Regions from separate parts of the Gasterosteus aculeatus genome. Here region 1 is linked to region 2. A link is a contact called in public Hi-C data. All regions are on one chromosome and are shown on one strand. The core of a region is the stretch at or near the end of the contact, and the rest is flanking DNA. Distances in the headings are between cores, read along the strand shown. Region 1 has its middle 70 kb from the start of LOC120817039. Region 2 holds the start of fat4 (FAT atypical cadherin 4).

Region 1 (3,867 bases), core at 954-3,453, 140 kb before region 2:
TAAAACAACTACTTTACACTCAGGGGGCACAAACAGGTCTGTGGCGGATCACCAGGTCTTGCTTCGCTGTGGGTGAATTAAAGGGCAAATGATGACTCCATTATTGCAGAGCAAATCCTCCGCGTTAAAGACGTCAGCGAGGACATCTGCCAGCTGTAATATCCTTTTAAAGTGACGAGCGGCAAACTTTGGTCCGCAAACAAATGAATGACAGTCAGGTAGTGCTGATCCAAAGCCGCCGGACCGCACGCTCTTATCCCAAGGGGATCCTGGTTTTTGTCTTTTTTTTTTTCGGTGAGTTTGTCCAATCGCGGCTCCGAGGGGCTTCGGACACCCTCAACAGTTCCAAAAAGAGCCCCCGCCAGGGACTTCATTTTCTGCCTCGCTGCCGCCAAACCCTTGGAGCCAAACCTTTGGCCCGCAGAAATAAAAAACTACAAGTGGAAAACAAGACCAGTGAAATGGCGACAAGTCCGCGTTACTTCTCGTAATACGAGAAACTCCCAATTCCTCCGCTGGTTTTTGGTCTCTCAGGGACAGAAGGGGCTGAGAAACTCCACGTTTTTTTCAGCGCTGCATGAGGACGCTTTCACATCCTGCTGCGGCCCAGAGGCCGTCTTTTTCCACATTCAGCGGAGCTTCAGTTCCATTTTGGAAGAGGCAAATGGTGCTCCTTCTTATTCAGGCATATTATCCTAATCGCTGCCAATGTGCCACAGGCTACGAGGGCACCGGGATGATTTATGCCCAGCTTAAGTGATTTAAAAGCTACTTTAAATATTTTACTGGTCTGTTTCTCGTACGGGAGGTATGGGAGACTTGTACGGGAGAGGACGGGTGTTCTTACGGCGGGCGTTGGGGGGTCATGCTTCATTTACTCCTACTTTAGGTGAGCCATTATGAGCATTAGAGCCGAGTGAGGCGGTATCAGGGTGAATGATTTAGGATAAGGTAAGTCAGAAATTGCAGATACAGGAAGAAATCAACAGCGTGTGTGTGTGTGGTGACATTGATGAAGTCTTTCTAGAAGTCATAACCACACATGTCCCGCCCACTCACACACACACACACACGCAGGCCTCTAACACACGTGTTGGAGTTCCCGCTGTGTTGGTTTTGAGTTATTTTTAGTCGGTGGCCATAATTCACATTTCCACAAATTGGGGTCTGCGCCCGGGATGTGGCGTAAAAGTGATACACGACTCCCGGGAGGCGACGACGTGCAGAGCCGTCGCCGGGCAGCAACTTAACGTCAGCAAGCCGAGCAGAAAAGCGGCTTGCGATTGTTTTATCGCGCCGCCGCCGCCGCCGAGCTGCAACAACACGTAGAAAGCTCTCCATCACGGCAGGCCTTGAACACATCACGGCGTGCGAGCCAAAAAATAATCAGAGCACAAGCTAATTCAACCGTCAATATACAACCGCATTACGGCTCGGGGCGTAAGGAGAAAAAAAAAAAGAGGAAGAAATCAAGGCCAAATCCTGACACATGCTTACACAGGATCCCGCGTGTGGAACGCGGCGCTGCAGCATGTGGGCCGGTCGGGGGCCTCGGTAATCCGAGGGCCCACCCCAACCAAGGTGGAAATGTTTGTAGGAGTTTAAATCGAATATGTCAAGCTCACTGAAGCTGCATGCTTCCCCGGGATGAGTTGATGAGCTGACGCTGCTGCTCGGTGAGGCTCCCAGTGCTGCAGGCTGCAGCGTTCAGGCAGGTAAGGCGCACTAGATGGCAGCAGCGCCCACTCGTATCTCCTCATTCGGCCGCATGGAAAATGAGCACCAGCACTTAATGTGTGTTTTTTTTTTTTAAGAAAAGGAAGATTAAGCCATAAAAAACTTTTTTTTAGAAGCAAAGAAGGTCGGCCCGTTTTAAGCCGAACGCATTGGAGTCACATCCTGGTCAAAGACGAAAAGGCAGCGCCGCCGTCCCGAGACGGAGTGACGGGGAGCGGGGGTGGAGGAGGAACATGTCGCAGGAGTGGGAGCGGGGTCTATCTTTCACACGCTGTGGGGCGATGTTTGGAGTGGAAACACCCGAGGAGAGATAAGGCGGGACGCGCCGCGTCTGGCTTTCATCAGGGCACCGCCTCCCGGGTGTTGTTGCCTCTGCGGGGGCGGAGGGCCCGAGGGCCGAACTCCCCGCTCTGCCGCCGCGCTCTGAGGTCACCGTCCTGAAGCATGGCGACACACACAAACACACACACACGGCACACTTCAAAGAAACCGTGACGCATCCAACGTGCTGCCCTCACAAGGAGAAAGTAAAGGTCTATTAAGAAAGAGCACTTTTTGATGGAGAGTCGGGGAGGTTTGTTTACCTCGAGGGGGGAGAGGGGACGTGGGGGACGAGTTGTAGTCCCGGATCCCCCGAGCTGATCCCCCTGCGGGGCGATTCATCCCGACCTTTTTACGGCTTTCAATAAAACACGCTCTAAAGAGATGCTCCTTCCCCTCCGATGAGATCAGCAGAGCTCCTCTGATTCCCCTAACCGGTTTTTCTTCAACAACTTAACTGGAAGCCCCATAATGCTTTGCGAGGCTGTGGGAGGAACGTCATGGCGTCATCGGCAGGTCACCGACTTACAGTACGTAGTCCCCCCCCCCCCCCCCCCTCCCTCTTCTGTGTGTGTTTTCTTTTTCAAACAGAGGTAAAAGGAGACGCTTGTCGCTTCGCTGCTCACGAGGTCCGGGCCATTTCTCATACTATGGTTGACCTCTGACCTCTGAGAGCGGGCAGATTAAGCCGAATGTTTGGAGGCTGTGAAAAGGGACCGCTGAAAGGCTTCGCCCATTAATCACAGCTTCAGCTTTGACAGGGTCGAACCCCCGGAGTCACGTTTCCAGCCCACCGGATCAAAGACGCTAAGCGACACCTGTGTGACACGTGACGCGTTCGTTCACGTGAAATATGAACGACTCTTAAGCTTTGATGACATTAGTTCAGTGATGAAGTTTAAATGCAGTTATTGTAGAGGCGGCAACTTGTTGTTGAACCTTGTTAAAGTGCCTTTGGTGTGAAATGATCTCTCATTATGGATCATTGACATGAGGAAGTTTAAACAACACAGCACGTCAAATGAAATTGTTGGGACGCATTTTTTAACAAATATAAATGCAAAAACTAGCATTGACCTGAAACTATTTTTACTAACCTTGTTGAACTTTTAAGAGGTCAAATCTATTACCAGCTGCAATTTCTGTCTGGAAGCCGTTTCACTACAAATACATCTGCTCTCAGCTAAGACACACATTTAAAAATCAAGAAACACAGTAAATCTGTCCGAGTGGCCTCTTCCAAGTCCACGTCGGCCCCAGATATCATTTACTGGGCTGATCTGCAACATCAGCTTCGGGTTCAGGTGTTTGCAGCGCACACACACACACTGCACACACACACACACTGCACACACACACTGCACACACACACACTGCACACACACACTGCACACACACACTGCACACACACACTGCACACACACACTGCACACTACCCTAACACCTCGAGCTGCGCGGACGCGCTCGCTTCAGCGTCGGCCGTCCTCCTGACGTCCGGTGAGTGATGCGGTGTGGACAGGCTGCTGTCCTCGGCCGTGCACGTTTGACCCCCGCCCGCTTAGTCTGGCGTTCACAACTCACAGATCCTACATGACCTCTGTGCACTGAAGGCAGCAGGCAGCAGACTCGGGGTCAGTCTCTCCTCTGAGTGTCTTTTACCAGGAGCTGGTAAAGGCGACAAATTACAGCGTTTGCATGTTGTGTAAGAAATAAAGAGTTTAATGGGTTGAAACCATGTTAAAAGGACATTTGAGCCCCCGTAGAGGCAAAGATTAAAGAATCCTTCTTCACTGAGAAGCTACAACCCCT
Region 2 (3,903 bases), core at 467-2,966:
GTCAGGTTGTAGGAGGAAATCCGCTCCCTGTCCAGCACACTGGCCACTTTGATGAGACTCAAATTGGGCACGGGGGAAGTGTGCACTTCAAAGTGCCTCTGCTCGTTGCCGCCTAGGATTGAAACGGATATGTTGCCGTTGGCAGTGGGGGAGTCTGAATCCGAGACAGTGAGCAGAGCCACCACGGTGCCAATCTGTGCGTTTTCATCCACCGAGGCAAACTTGGAGGTGGTGGGGAAATACCTGAACTTCACCACCGGGTCGTTGTCGTTCACGTCTAAAAGTTTGATGGTGGCTTCTGTCCTCCCCGACAGGGACGGCACCCCGTTGTCCACGGCATGGATGGTCAGGGAATACTCTCGCTTACTCTCATAATCCAAACCCTCTTTCATAATGATGGTCCCGGCTTTGGGGTCGATTTGGAAAGGTGTTCCCTCGTCTAAAAAATACCTGACCTCCGAATTAGCTCCCTCATCCCGATCCGACGCCGTGATCTGCAGAATGCTGGAGCCCACGGCTGCGTCCTCAAAGACGCTGTTCTGATATTGTTCTTGGTCAAAAACGGGAGGGTTGTCATTTATGTCCTGAATAGTGACGTTCACCTGCATGTAGCCAAACTTTTTGGGTTCCCCTTTGTCCTCCACCTCCACCAGCAGCTGGTAGAAGGGAGTGACTTCCCTGTCCAGGCCTCCGGTGGAGACGAGGTGCAAGAATGCCCCCTCTCCGCTGGGATTGACCGTGATATCCAGGCGGAACCTCCTCTGCTCGTTGCCTTTCACGATCCTGTACGTGGTGTGATCCACTCCGTTGCTGCCGATGTCGGAGTCCGTGGCCGTGTCCAGGATCACCTGCCGCCCGCTGCTGGCGTCCTCCTTGAAGGACACGACGATGGACGCGTCCGGGAACACCGGGGAGTTGTCGTTGATATCCAAAACCACTATGCGCACCTCGGTGGGGTACGTGGGCTGGCTGGACAGCACCACCACGTTGATGACATCGCTCTGCAGGAGCTCCCTGTCAATCACCGAGGAGGTGTAGATCACGCCGGTGGTGGCGTTGATTGCAAAAAGTTTGTGGCTCTCGCTGAAGCGGTACGAGAAGCTGGGCTTGGTCTCTATGGTGCCCACGTAGGTGCCGACGGGCTGCTCCTCCGGGACCTGGAACTCTTGACGGACCTGGCTGGACGCGGAGTGCCGCGACAGGGTCCACAGCGCCAGCAGAACGAAGTGAAAGCGGCCCAAGCCCCTACCTGTGCGCGCCATGGTCAAGTCAGACAGAGTCCATGCCGGAGACGCATCCACTGCACCCACCAAAGCGCCGCATTAGTTAGTCAGTGAGCGGCTCGTCATTCACTGTCCCAAAGTACTCCACGAGTTCTCTTCTGCTCCTCCTGATGCCGCGCAACGAGCAGAAATCCTCCTTGAAGGGAGACGGGGATCCCTGCAGCTGGAAACTTTTAATTCAACTCCACACCAAAAAAAAAAAAAAAAAGAGGCAGGAAACTGGTAATACTTTGAAAGGTGAAACAAAACGGCCTCGCTCGTGCAAGGTACGCGAAACAATAATACTAATATTTAAAAACAATAAAAAAGTTTATCCGAAGTTGGCGAGCGGGTGCGCGGCGCGCAGAGCGTCCCGTGGAATAACGGTGCCTCGGTCATATTGCGCTCAGGAGTCCCTGTAAGTTCGGACAAAGCTGGAGAGCCACAAACTCCCTCCCATCGCCGATCCCATTGGATGGCTGCGCTCCTGCCCGCCCTCCCGCCGCCTCCCCCTCCATTGTGTCTAGCGGCCCCGCTTGCAGGAGAAGATGTCAATCAAGTGATACAGGTAACGATGCGCAGAGCGCGTTTAATTACTTCACTAGTTTCAAAGTTGCTTTGAAATCGAATTTGATGAGCAATACGTCATGTTTGGATTGTTACCTGTCGTACTATATTAAAACCATTCAAGTGCGATCGTGTATATCGCAATACTTTTCTGTATAGGAACGATCGTATACATTAAAATGATTTGCATCGTAGTTCAAACACAATTTTTAGCTTTCTGTGTCCAATCAATGTCTTTTATTCAGTTATTGGGGATTCAAATGATATCGAAATATGTATTTCTTAATTAAGGAACGGGTCTAATAAGGGTTTTCAGTCGTTTTCTGACTTCATAATAGCCGTCGAGGTATTTGCATAGAATTGAAGTTGCAGGAAAGTTCCTTTTGTGGGTAAGTAGCTCCACCTAGTGGCCAAACGATGGTACTTCCACCCAAAGTAGAACAGCAGGAGGCAGGAAAGTATTAAATATGATCTGTGTTCAGTAGTTTTTTCTTTGTCTTCAGTTACGTATCTACTATATGAACATGTTAAAACACAAAGTTATTTTAAAAATAAAAGCCATGACTACCACATGATTGGTTGACTTTGGGAATTTAAAAAGACAAAAATTAAGAATAAAAGCAAAAAAGACAAATTGCTGAAAAATGTGAAATATTCAGCAAAACAGAGAAAATGACTCGAAAAACATAAAAGCCTCCATGATGAGGGAAATTTAAAAAACACCAGAACAGACAACATTGTGAAAAAACACAGAAGAATCAACAAAACAGACACTTGAGCAGCAGACCAAATGAGAAAAAAGACAAAACACATTAAAAAAAGGAGACAAAATGATGGAAAATTCACCAAAACATTCAAAAATTTCACAGAACTTCTGTTTCATAAATATTTGACTCTGTCTTCACATTCTTCCGTGTTTAGGACTTCAGCAGTGTTCACATTACAGTTTAAGGGAGTAACATTAGAAATACATTTAGTAGAAATAAGGCAGATAATACTACTACTGTAGTACTACTTTGCTGCAGGTCTGCATTAGTTGACTGCTAGCATATTAACTGCACAACCTTCACTGGTGAAGAAATCCTTGTCAATTCAAGGCATTAATCATTTCCCCAAAACATGTTTCATTAAATAGTCCCAGGTCACATGAGTTCATCGACAAGAAGGAGGAGCGGTTTGAATCCCACACGTAGAAGATCTGGGAAGTGACGTCCCTTCGTCCGTCCTTACGTCTCTACGCGGAGGATAATTACAACCCTCGTTTAAAGGAACGTAAATGTTTACTCATGCTTTTGTATTTGACAAGTTGTGGCTTTTGTAATCAGGCCGCCTGGACGTTCAGTAGGCCGTGAATCAGCAGCGTAATAGAATCACAGAGTGGACTGGACACACGTTCAACGTTTTGGCTCTCCAGGTTGTTTTCAAGCTTAGTTATTGATCACATTCATGGTCGTCAGAGGAAGACTCCCTGCTGTGCGTGTGTGGAACTCTCCCCTCGACAAACAGTCAATACTTTTCAAACGCACTGACAATAGAACATGCACATGCTGGACGATGTGGCAGAAGCTCAACGGACCTGTGCTGGTGGAAGAGGGGATCCTCAGGTGAGGAGAACGAGGCGGTTACATGGTGGAGGAGAGAAGATCTGGCCAATGGATGGAGAGGAGGATGGAAAACACACAGTAGAGGAGGATGTTGTGGGGGATATTATTAAGCCTTCATTAGTTACATCTGGCTCTTTTATTCTGGCTCTATAAGTGCATTTTGAAACTGCAATATTTCATCATTTTTTTCCCCTATACATTAACTCATGAGCCGTTGTTTTTGGGGGTTTAGTAACTTGCTCAAAAACACTTGTACACGTGTACCGGACAGGACAAACCAATAAATGTCGACATTTCCAACCACTTACGAGTCTTGCGATGTCTCTCCCAAATCGTATTTGGTAAAAGCAACTTCTCCTGCTGCGACTGAAGAGAGTCAGTGCTGAATGAAATAGCAGGACTGTATCTACTGAACCAATCATGCACCATCCTGGTGGTTTTGTTGATTTATTTTTTGTCTGGAAAATGAC

Evidence for each region. Hi-C and Micro-C count contacts between places; a contact is called where the count stands out from the background.
Region 1: a Hi-C map of skeletal muscle shows a contact between it and region 2, with 7 times the contacts expected there. The contact joins the enhancer-like site here to the promoter of fat4 in region 2. A contact is called at or near these places in 2 of 6 Hi-C or Micro-C datasets (skeletal muscle and whole body).

The regions. Positions count from the first base shown.
Region 1 is chr4:3,791,942-3,795,808 of fGasAcu3.hap1.1, reverse strand. No RefSeq gene overlaps it. Among protein-coding and RNA genes, the nearest start is that of LOC120817039, 70 kb to the left of the region's middle. Within about 2 kb of position 2,203, at least 2 of the 9 cell types and tissues checked have open chromatin away from gene starts, as enhancers often do.
Region 2 is chr4:3,648,506-3,652,408 of fGasAcu3.hap1.1, reverse strand. fat4 (FAT atypical cadherin 4) reads right to left here and starts at 1,716. Exons shown (of 17, transcript XM_078101947.1): 1 at 1-1,716. The coding sequence starts at 1,262.